Linked DNA regions of Hordeum vulgare: region 2 is linked to region 1. The links are chromatin contacts, called in public Hi-C maps. All regions are on one chromosome and are shown on one strand. Each heading gives the region's core, a stretch centred on a gene start, on an enhancer-like site or on the middle of the called end of the contact. The rest is flanking DNA. Distances are from core to core; before and after follow the strand shown. Region 1 holds the start of LOC123425927 (methionine aminopeptidase 1B, chloroplastic-like). Region 2 holds the start of LOC123425929 (probable 5'-adenylylsulfate reductase 1, chloroplastic).

The links. A called contact is a pair of places that touch in the nucleus more often than the background predicts.
Region 2: a contact with region 1 is called in a Hi-C map of seedling, with 5 times the contacts expected there. The contact joins the promoter of LOC123425929 here to the promoter of LOC123425927 in region 1. A contact is called at or near these places in 4 of 6 Hi-C or Micro-C datasets (leaf and seedling) and 1 of 1 datasets of contacts at active chromatin or transcription factors (embryo).

Annotation. Positions count from the first base shown.
Region 1 is chr2H:222,264,891-222,271,058 of MorexV3_pseudomolecules_assembly, reverse strand. LOC123425927 (methionine aminopeptidase 1B, chloroplastic-like) reads left to right here and starts at 2,226. Exons shown (of 11, transcript XR_006621953.1): 1 at 2,226-2,564; 2 at 2,706-2,796; 3 at 3,015-3,249; 4 at 3,355-3,516; 5 at 3,606-3,647; 6 at 3,760-3,831; 7 at 4,111-4,190; 8 at 6,063-6,160.
Region 2 is chr2H:222,814,597-222,820,764 of MorexV3_pseudomolecules_assembly, reverse strand. It overlaps LOC123425929 (probable 5'-adenylylsulfate reductase 1, chloroplastic), which reads right to left and starts at 2,733. Exons shown (of 6, transcript XM_045109694.1): 1 at 2,566-2,733; 2 at 1,974-2,256; 3 at 629-977; 4 at 209-346; 5 at 1-93. The coding sequence starts at 2,623.

The DNA of each region.
Region 1 (6,168 bases), core at 977-3,476:
GTCCTTAGTTCAGAGTGCACAAAAATAAAAAATTCTCCAAAACTAGAGGCACTACACAATCAATTCAAAATAGCTCAACAATTGCATGCAACAAAAAACACTAATTATCTGAATACAGAAATATAACAAACACTAAGCATCTGACTACCCTGCCTTTCAACTACAAAATCATTATCTAAACCACATTGCAGCATGTAGGATCCAACATGACTTGGGTGACTAAATAATAGCATCACATATGAGAAAATTATTCCCTACCTCTAAAAACTCGTCCACACCTCTAAAATCTCGTTCTCCACTATCAAAATCTCGACTATAAACCCTAGCAACAACTGGGAACCAAAATAATAAGATCTAACCAATAAACCCTAGGTGGAACTCTTCAGCAATTGGGGACATGAAGGGGGTGGCGGCTTAAGTGAACCCCTGTGCACAAGTTCAAACAAAACTCATGTAGACTATGGATTTCCTCCCGGATCTACTCATCCAATGCTAGGAACTACCAGGAATTAGCCATGAAATGAAGGCCATGCCGGCGGGGGAGAGAAATGGCGAAGCGAAGGGGATCATACCTATGCCCGTGTCGTGTCGCTCGTCACCGTGGCCAAGGATGCTCGTCGTCGACTGCACCTCCCGTTCCCTTGCCGTCCTTGTAGTGTCCGGTTTCCCCGTCTCCGCCACGATTCCAGATCTGGCAATCGCCCGCGTAGCCGCGACAATGAGATGAAGGAGAAGAATACGATGGAAGCACTGAGTCGGATGCCGGAAGCAAAAAAAAAACCGCATGAACACACATCTGATGGGCACCTGGTCGCGACAGACGAGGCATGCCTAATCTCGCGCGATCGAACGATGCGTGAGACGCCCGCTCGCGAGGAAGCGTGCATGTAGCTAATGGAGGATGGTCAGACTACTCGTGATGTAGTGGTTTCGAACACGCTACCATGGTCACCACCACCGACAAATCAGGTTGCACTATCTGTTGATGGGGCCTTCTCTTCGGTGGATGGCTCGGCGGTAGCCGGCATGATATTAAGGAGACATGATGGAAGTGTGATTTTTGCTGCGTATCGTTGCCTGTTTAATTGCAACGACACACTAGAGGCTGAGTTGCATGCACTAATGCAGGGTATGGCACTAACGGCTCAATATAGTGATGTCCCTATAATTGTCCAATCAGAGTCCTCGAAGGCATTAACATCCCTAACCGGTGACAACCTGTCCTGGTCGGCATATGGACATTTGTAGCTGAGATTAAACATCTTATGATACATTCTGAGTTTATTCCATAGAAGATTAAGCGGGAGCAAAACATGATAGCAGATGGATTGACATTGTATAGTCGGACTGATAGTGTGATTGTTGTATGGCTATATCATGGATCACCATGCATCGAGGAACTTTTGCCTCTCGGTTGTAACCCTAGTATATGGAAATAAAACTCTTTACACCGGCAAAAAAAGGGAAAAGATTTCCGTCAGTCGGATGAAAACAAGAAATATCATCTCCTTGCTCTTCCGTCACGTGGCTCTATGAACCGACGCATCGCACTCACCGTTTCCCCATCCCTCATCTCTCTCCATCTTATCTCTTTCAACAGTTTCTGCAACCCGTTCATTGTTTCAGAAATTTGTTTCTGCAAACACGGGCACTATTGCAGAAAGAGGAAGGAAAATAATTCTGTAACAAAGCGATTGTTTCTGAAACTCGACCTTTGTTTTAGGAATTAATGGGTTGAAAATTTATTTTTTGCAACAAAGCGATTGTTTCTGCAATACGTCCACTGTTGCAGAAAGAGGAATGATTTTTTTGTAACAAAGCTATTGTTTCAGAAACTCGAGCGTTGTCTCAGGAATTACCGAGTGCCCAGCCGAAGCGCGCGCAAAGAAAAATACTACAACAAAGCGATTATTTCAGAAACTCGAGCGTTGTCTAAGAAATTATCGGGTGCACAGCCGAAGTGCGTGTGAAAAAAAACTGCAACAAAGCGATTGTTTCAGAAACTCGAGTGTCGTTTCAGAAATTACTGGATGCCCGGCCGAAGCCCCACATGTGGATCGGCTGGATGAAGATAATCAAACAGCTGTGAAGGTGGTGGATCGTTGGAAATAACCCACCCGTGGTGGCGCGTTGCCCCAAAAAAACTAAGTGTTTTTTTTTCTTCTCCTGTAATTATTGGGTTAAACAAGTGTGGTATTTTTTTTCTCCTCTTCTGCTGGCGCTGGAAAAAAAAACACGCATAGCCGAAAGCCGAAACCTCCCGGTGCCGGCGGCGTCTCATCCTCAACGCACATCCCCTCTCTCTGCTGCACTCCTCTTCCCTTGTACCCGCCGGTCTCCTCTTCCTCGAACACGGCCGCCCCGGCTCCGTGTCCTCGACCACGACACCTCCACCGACGCCGTGCGAATCCCCATGGCCATGTCACCTGGAGCGTCGTGTTCCGGCGTTCCTGTACCACCCCGGCCGGCCGGAACCCACACATTCCTCCTGCCGTCGGCTCCCCCGTTCGTCTCAAAGTGCACCATCAATCGAAGAGATCCTCGGACGCCCTCTTCTTGTTTGGGTAAGGAGCCTGCTCAGCTTAATTGCTTGGGTGGTTTGTTCTACTGCCAATAGCCGTCTATTGTTCAAAACGTTTTGGGATTAACCGAGCTGAAACTACAGTAGAATTCGTAGCTGATTCTTTTTTGCTGTCTTGCTGTAGGTAAAGCAATAACGCCAAAGCGCTGCTTTGTCGTGGCTGGCGGACTTACTTGGGTTGATGGGGTTGAAGAAGAGCTGATGGAGCTACAAAAGTACGATTTCCGTTACTACTACGCTGTGCTTAAGCTTCTGTTGTCGCTTCTTTTATCATGTCGTCAGGATTTAGCAATAGCCGTAGCCATTGGTCTTGACCTTAGATTTCACACTTAGTGTGACATCTAGAGTACCTTGCTCTGGAGCTCTAAGTCAGTATACAGCTAACCTTCTGTTCTTATTTGATGACTCCGTAAACACCCTTACACATTTGAAGGACACAAGAGGAAAGCTCAGTGAAGTTAAAGAAGAGGCCGCCTTTGAGGCGTGGAAAGGTCTATCCCCAACTTCCTGTACCAGAACACATTCCAAGACCTTCTTATGTGGGTGCAAACATACCGCAAGAACTACCCGCAGTGCGCCAAATACACAACGCAGAAGGTATCACTGGGATGAGAGCTGCTTGCAAACTTGCTGCCCGTGTACTGGACTTTGCGGGAACATTGGTTAAGGTATATTCTTTTTTTCATACATAACTAGAATCCTTTTGTATCTAAATCATCTGAAGACTCTGCAGTGTACACGTCATAACAGTAATTATTCCACCGTCATTTCAGCCATCAGTTACTACAAATGAAATCGACAGGGCGGTGCATCATATGATAGTTGAGGCGGGTGCTTATCCTTCTCCACTTGGCTATGGTGGATTTCCTAAAAGTATCTGCACATCAGTAAATGAGTGTGTCTGCCATGGACTACCTGATTCAACACAGCTGCAGGTTCTGTAGGATGGAATTTGCATCTTCCTTTCTTTATTTTTGTGTCATGCCTATGTATTGTAGGATGAAAAATGTTGTTTCTACTGCAGAATGGAGACATCATAAATATTGATGTAAATGTGTTCCTAAATGTAAGTTCTCTCTCCTAAGATTATGCATATGCTTAGTTGGTATGTTTGGCATAGAGTCGGATTTTACTGACACATTCCCTAGTTTTAACACGATTCGTACCATTCTTTTCAGGGGTACCATGGCGGAACTTCCAGAACATTTGTATGCGGAGAAGCGGATGAATCTATCAAGCATTTCCTAAAGGTAAGCTATTATTGCTTTGTTAGGTATTTCATCCACAATACATAGCCATTCAGTAACAGTTTGCACTAATGTGAGTTTTACGGTGCTTTTGTCCGAAGGCATGTTTGATTTTAACAAATCCCTGTAGTATTTGTTCTACTTTATAGATATAATTTTGAGGCTTAATGTTCTGAAAGGACCTTTTTTACATTTGGACGATACACTATCTTCTTTTTTATCAAAAAAAAAAGTTCTTCCATCCATTAGAACACGAAACCAAATGATCTTTATTTGGTTCAGGCAGCTGAAGAATGCTTGGAGAAGGGTATTTCTGTCTGCAGGGACGGTGTAAACTACAGAAAAATCGGCAAGAAAATAAGGTATTTTTTCTACATGATACTGTTAAGCTTCATGCACTAGCTAACGCAACCAACAATCTGAACTCATGAAAAGGGCTAAACAATCCACATATACACTTCAACGCCCCCTCTCACGTGTGACGCGGAAAGTCAACACGTCGACAGACTCAGAGGTATGGCTCAAGAGGCCTATACGTGGACAAGTAGGGGACGCGGCAGCAATTTCTGAATAAACTGCGAAAGCCAGGACTTGAACTCAAGACCTTACGCTCTGATGCCATGTTAAGCTTCATGCACTAGCCAGCGCAACCAAAAGTCTGAACTCATTGAAAGGGCTAAACAATCCACATATACACTTCAACAGATACTATGTTTGTTATATGTTAGATGATTCTTTCTGAAAACTTAGACAACAAAAGTATCCACATATACGCCGAAGAGAATCAAGGATAAACAAGACCTTGTTCTCGAATCTTAGGGCTCATTCGGTTTGCAGGATTTTTGGAGGATTCCCATAGGATTTTTTCCTATGTATGGCATTCGTTTCATAAGAATGAAGGTACTAGATTCCTTAGGATTGTGTCCATATTGTCTTAATTCCTAAGGCCTTGTACAATGCTAGGTGCTTAGAGAGATGCTTAGAAAAAGAAACCAGTTTTTTTCTGAAGCAACAGTGCCTATTTCTACAGGAGAGACACCAAATTAAGCGTCTACCCTCTACAAATAAGCACCGGTGCTTTAAAGAAACACTCCTTTATTTCTCTAATCACCTTCCCTAAGCGCCTTGTATTGCACAAGGCTTAAGGATTCTTAGCATTAGGTGATACCTCATGGAAAATTCCTAAGGATTGAAGTCGAGACTCGAGAGTGCATCCGAATCCTTTACTTTTCCAATTTCTTTGATTTAGAAATCCTGTAAGCTGAATGGGCCCTTAATATAGGATAACTTTCAGCTCTCTAATTTGTTTTCATACTGTCTTCGAAAAAGCCATGAAGCTAAACTTTCAGAGCAAAAAAGTTTTCGGTTCTTACAAATTTGCCATTTCTACACTCAAGCTGAAATGTTGCTTCAGGAGTTGGTTACATTTCAGTAGATCTGAGTTTAGGTGTGCACTCTAATTAACAAAGAACCCTTTGCACTGCGATTTTGTAAATAAATTTCTCAGCTGAGTAATTTTACTCATGGAAAAATCAACCAAAGAGGCAACGTAAACTGTTAGTGACTTCTTATGACTATAATGACTTCAGGTTTCTTGTTTCAGCATATTATGGTGGGTGGGCGTCACCGCTCAATCCCAACCATTCATCATCTGCTTTCCATTTTAGTTATAATCATCTTCTTATGTATTGGGTACCTTAGGTAATTTTCAAACAAGATGGTTTGCAAATCTTTGCTGCTTTGAGAAAACATATGAAACAGTGAAAGACATGTTTGGAACGTGGAAATTTTCCTAGGTTTACCATACAAAAAACCATCCCTCGTTCCAGACAGGCCCTTAAGTTGCATAGAGCAAACTGTTCACTGCTGTAGTTCCACCGAGCATGTAGATATATACTGTATAAATGTGGTGGTTGGTGGGTTGTGCTTGTTTGGCATCCAGATCCTAGATATCGTTTGGAGCATGGGAATTTTCCCGGATTCCTGTGAGGTTTGAACTATTTCCATGTGAAATCGTGCAGAATCTGTGAATCCTAAATAGCAAACAATTTGCTATTGTAAGCTAAGGGTTAAATTTACAAAAAATAGTATGGCACTAAATCTAAACTAGACTAACACTGATACCCTTAAAAGCCAAGTCGTCCAGTTTTTTTATTGCCGCATCTTTGTACTGAGTTTTTCTGAAGAACATTTGTGATGCCACTTATCTTTAATTTTTCTTCAAATTATTTCAGTAAGCTTGCTTATTTCTACGGCTATCATGTGGTGGAGCGCTTTGTTGGACATGGAATTGGAACTATGTTGCATTCTGAGCCACTTATCCTCCATCATGGTGAGCAC
Region 2 (6,168 bases), core at 1,484-3,983, 550 kb before region 1:
CGTGGCGTCCTCCCACCACCACCTCCCTTCCCTCTCGTGCTGCCCCGGCAACACGGGCCTGGTGCACGGCTCGCACCCAATGGAGACGTAGCCCTGAAACACAAAGTACAGGTGCGTGTAAGTTCCTCATCAAAGTACTAAAAGAAATTCCCAGATTGCATGACGGCATTGATTACACTACACCTCTACAACCAGAGGGGGCACTCACTTGAGCATGCAGGGTGTTCACAGGGACATCCATGGTCCTGAGGAAGGTCCAGATATCCTTGCCATCCACATTAGCCACAGGGTTCCACTTGATCAAGCTACCAGCTCCACCATCCAGCCCTTCAAATGACGGATCAACCTGAACCATCAAAAAATTCAAATGATCATTAGGTGTCTAAACATTTCGAATGTTGGTAGGAGAGCTGCCAATTAGGTGTCTAAACATGGTACTACTGAGGGGCTGTTCGGATGCTCTCTGCTCGGCAACTGCAGCTCCCGGAACGGAGGGATCGGCAGCACAATTCCAGGGAGTTGCTCAAACCGAGCTCCCCGCGCGGAGCGGAGCTGTCAAACTGGAGAGGATCCGAACAGTCCCTAAAATGCAGTTTGTGTCATGGTTCATGGTGGAGTGTCATCATACCTGAACAACAGGGATGCTCGCCCTGGTGCCAGGGGACTGGTCCTTCCGCTGCCCGGTGATCCAGGCCTTGAGGCCCTTGAGGGCCCTCCTCAATGGCCGAACCTTCCTCACCCTGCAGCACTCCTGGTGTCCGTCCTCGTAGAAAGAGAAGAGGCCCTTGGTCCTCACAAGGTCCTGCACCTCGCTTGCCTCTGGGAACATGTACTCGATGTGGATACCGTAGTGCTTCTCCACCTTGTCGAAGAGTTGGTATGTCTCTGGGTTCAGCCGCCCCGTGTCGAGGCTGAACACCCTGAAGGGGCGTCCAGTCAGCTTCGCGTATTCAATCAAGGCCACGTCCTCGGCACCGCTGCACAATCCAGAGTGAATCGACATCAGTGAAACGCCAACTAGTTCCTTGTGCGTGTGATGAATCAGATATGCTGTACTACTACTGAATGATCGCAGTTGCTTATACGAGACCGAACCATGTACAGTCATGTTCTTTATCCCAGGATATCATACCGTACCGTACATGACTGTTCAATGGGACGTACTACCAACACAAACAAGCGAGTGACGTCAGATTATTTGATCGTACAATACCTGGCAATCCTACATAGAATTGCTGGTTCAGTTTGCGTTTCAGTCCTCTCTTCTCCGTTTGGAACCTGTTAGCTTAGATTATGATGTGAACTACAACTACGTGTTGTTGCTAGCTTTATTAAAATGAAAAGTGCTACTGTACTGTACTACTACCACTACGTAACGGAACCTATTATTGACGCCGGCGCCTATTTTATGTTCCATATATGAAATCTTTGTGTCCGCTTGTGCGTGGTTGGTGGGCCATGATTCTAGCTCTAGTCCAAGAAAAGTCCCGGGCAAGGGAGAAAATGAACCTGGACGCCCTCCCAGTTGTGTTCAGCGGTCTAGATACATGAGGGCCAGGTAACAGTCGGGTTTTTTGCGAAACCGATCCGACCCAATTATAGAGTATATCGCCTCAAACCTCATGGTAACAAAATTCATCAACTAATTTGAATAACTACCAAGCTACAGGACATGAAGACCATCATCCAGCGGTAATTGGTACTACTAGAAGAACTACAGTAGTTGTACATCACCTTCCGACCCACTTGCCAGCCCGGCAATGAGATCACAATCGTACACTCAGCTATCAGGTGAGGATCACGTTAGCAATAGCAGGAATCTCCACGACCATTCGTTGGGGAGATACCAGGGCCCAAGCACGAATGTAAACCACAGGAGACAGGACACGAGCATACAAACGGGTGTATCTATCCCCTAATCCAGTACGCTATGATCAGAAACTTCATCAAAAACAAGGATTGGTGTGTCTCACCTGAAGGCGATGGCGATTTCAGAGCCGAACATGTCGAGCGCACGATCCATGATCTCCAGAGGCGACGCGTCCACCAGCTCCAGCGCCAGGGCCTCGTAGTCCACGGACGCCGCAGCAGATGCCTCCTCCTCGACTGGCGCCACCGGCGCGGAGGCCGCGGAGGCCGACACTGGCTTCCTCGATGGCTCCGCCGCGCACAGCGGGCGCACCGCCCTCGCGCGCTGGCCCTTGGGCGCCGCTGCCGGCACGGCCACCTGCTGCCTCACGGCTCCAATCCTCGCGGCTGCACGGGCGAAAAACCAGGGAAGAAATTTAGACGGATTGTCCTCACGCAGTTTCACATCGAAAAATCTGATGCCTCATGTCGAGAAACATCCTCATGGAATGCGCCAACAGATGGCGGAAAAAAAAACTCAAATTCAAACAAAAACCTGTCTAAATTTTGGAGGAAATGCGACCATATGACCATATCATTTGCCCCCAAATTATTACTAGTAAAGTACTGTATAAATTAGCAGTAGATGCGCCAAGCCTGATTCCCCACAAAACCCAGAATTAAAAAGAGGAACCGAAATCGTACAGCAGGCCTCACCTTTGAGATCGCGCAAGGCGATCGAGTGCGACGAGATGGAAGCAGTAGCGGAAGCCATTGATTACCGGGCCGCTGAATCCCTCCTCCCTCTCGAATTCGCAGGGAATGTTTCTCCGGGTTGGCAAATGTGTTTTAACTCCTGTGTTTTCTCTGTGGCGAGGGAAACGGGGCTGAGTGGTTACATATAGCTCGGGCGGGAGGCCAGGTTCGTTGTATCTGGACGGGTTCCGGAGGCAGCAGCCGGAGGGGCACGTGTCGTGCTTCTATTGGATAGAGCTGGGAGAGGGTTCCCTGGCCGATCGAAGCAGTGGCGTCACTTGGCACCGTGGAAAGGACCAGCACGTGTGGGTGCCACATGACTGCAGGGCTGACGCCGGATGTCGTGAGGTGGATGGGTGTGTGGGTGGGCGTCTGCATGCCTCCATCCGCTTAGTCTGGTCATAGTGGGAGTACTCTCCCTCCCTTCCGTTCCTAAATACTCCCTCCGTTCTTAAATATAAGACCTTTTAGGTCCTGTTTAAAATCATAATAGATTATGATAATCTGGATTATGAAGAGAGATTATATAATCTGGTTTATAAAAATAATCTAGGTGGACATGTTTGAAGGCCAGATTATATAAACTGTAATCCATGTTTTACATTGCATAATGACCTGTCTGTCCTCTGTTTTTTTAAAAGAGGAGGGTGGCGGTAGTAGGAATGTAATTATCTCCAACTTTACAAGGGTAATGGGTCATTAGCAATTCATAATATGATTTTAGCTGGTGTAGAGTAGATTATGAGTTTTTAATAATCTATCCATCTAGTTTTTATAATCTACACCATAATCTGTCCTGTTTGAAGACATAATAGATTATAAAAACTGGATTATATAATCTGGATGGTTCCAAACAGGACCTTAGAGATTCCACTATGAACTACATACGGATGTATGTAGTCATATTTTAGAATGTAGATTCACTCACTTTGCTCCGTATCTAGTCTATAGTGAAATCTCTAAAAGGTCTTATATTATGGAACGGAGGGAGTATAAGACATTTTAGAAATTGCACTATGGACTACATACGGATGTACATAGACATATTTTAGATTATAGATTCACTCATTTTGCTCCGTATGTAGTCTTCTAATAGAATCTTTAAAAGGTCTTATATTTTGGAACGGAGGGAGTAACATATAGTAGTATCATGCATATGATACTATTGTATGATACTACCTTCATAGTGCATAGTATCATAAAATAGTATCATAGATGACTTTATTTATTGACATGCATGACACATAGTAGCATAGCATTTTACATGTTACGGTATCTACCTATGTTACTCTAACCCTCTCTCTCTTCTTTAATTGTCTGCCACAATAACATGTTTGCTAGTCCCATGTATATGATACTACCTTAGTTACTCCCACTATGGCCAGCCTTACGTCGTCTGCCTCACAATCACATTTGAGGTCTCTCATCCGTCACTAATTTTTTTTCTTTAGGATCAGGCAAGAGCACCGTTTTTTCGAAGAGATGACGAAAATACGTATAGTAATTTATAGAGGGGTCAGTGTTTTTAGGGAACGTCGCAGAACCGTAAAACGACCGATCTAAAAACTAGTTTAATAAATGTCCGTGATTGGTAGGCTCGCAGCAAACGTCAGGTCACGTTGATTAATTGCGTCAATGGCAAGTTCCGCCACCTCGCGGTGCGTGTGTCGCTGTCGAGTGAACACGTACCTATTTCGCTCTTTCTAGATCGACCATAGCGTGTAGATGATTCTTCCACTGTGCCTCTTACGCACCTGCTTGGGCTGTGATTTTAGTGTCTTGTCCCACTAGTCGAACACGTTTCCTCGCTCCGGGAGGAAGCCGAAGATTGGAATGCCTTCATTTGTCCATGTGTTCACCTGGTTTCATACCGCTACCGTGAAGGGACAATCCTTGCAGAGATGAGTTGTAGTTTATGGCTACTGAAGACATAGCACACATCTAGGGTCGTGAGGCCATCCCCTCACAACGAGCATATCCACGGTGACGATTCTTCCGTGTAGAGCTAGCCATGCAAAGAAATTGCATTTGGGCTCAGCGTTTGCGGACCAGACCTTGGCCATGTCGAAACATGAGTAGGCTGAGGCAACAGAGTGTGCCCGAAATGTGGTTAAGTTCGAGTGTCTGAAGTCTGGCCACCGCCCTGATCCAGTTCTCGTTCATTAGCTCTTTGTGTATCGATCTGTTATTTTTGGAGGTAATTTTGTAAAGCTCTCGAGCTAGAAGCTTGAGTGGGCTGTCTTCGGTCTAGTTGTCATGCCACAAGAGGGTCTTATGCCTATTGCCGAGCGTAATCGAGGTGCACACGCGAAAGAGGTTCATGTCTGCCTGGTCACATGGTAACTCCGATCCCACCCACGGCCTCTCTAGATCGGTCTATTGCAACCACGGCCGCTGGAGGCGCAGGGCACAGCTAAATCTCTCCAGGTCCATGATCCCAAGACCGCCCAAATGCCTCATGCGACAGACGGTCTTACAATTAACAAGGGAGTGACCGCCCGTGGTCTGAGATTGGTCCTCTTTTTGCCAGATGAAGTCCCTAATGATTTTGTCAATCTTTCTCAGAATCCCCTTTGATAGGTTGAGAGCGGTGATGTGGAAAGTAGCCATGGCTGTGAAGACAGACTGTGCGAGTGTCACCTTGCGAGGCTTGTTGAGCAGTTTTCCTTTCCATCCCGGAAGTCTACTCGTGAACCTATTGATGAAGGGTTGCAGATCAATCCCTTTAAGACGGCGATAATGCAGGGGGGCAAGTACCGTCCCGGGAAGGTGGCAATCTTGGCAGGGAAGACTGACACCACATCCTAGAGGTCAATGCTGGCACATGTGATCGGGAAGACCTTAGTATTGCTCAAGTTTGTGATCAGTCTGCTTGCCTCCCCAAAGGTCTTCAGAATTGCAGATATTGCACGAAGCTCATCCTTGTCTGGGTTCGCAAAAATGCCTGCATCATCGGCGAAAAGGGAGATCCTCCATCTGTCCGATCTAGCATGAATGGGATTGAGGATGCCTTGTCAGGAGGCCAGCTGAAGGATTTGTTGGAGAGGGTCAATGGCCAGGATGAAAAGCATCATAGATATTGGTACACCCTGACGGAGGCCCTTTTCGTGTCTAAACTTCCTTCCGGGGTTTTCGTTAAGCAGTACTCTTGATGAAGAAGAAGACAGGGAGAGACAAATCTAGTCCCGCCACCACTACCCAAAACTGAAGCGTTGCATGACCTCAAGCAAGAAGGCCCAATTAACAGAGTCGAAAGGTCTTGAAATGTCAAGCTTGAGGAAGAGGCCTGGATGTTCCAACAATGCATGTTCTTTATGAGATTCTAGACATGCAAGAAGTTGTCATGGATGGAGCGCTTCTGCAAGAAGGCGCTTTGGCATTTAGAGACTAGTGTGGGCAGGATCGGAGCTAGTCTGTTGGCTAGGAGCTTGGAGAAGATCTTGGACAGACCATGAATGAAGCTGATTGGTCTGTAGTCCTCGACCACTCGAGTGTCAGCCTTCTTTGGGAGCAAAATGATGTTCGCTGAGTTGATGAGAGAAGCATTGTCCCCCCGGAGGTTAG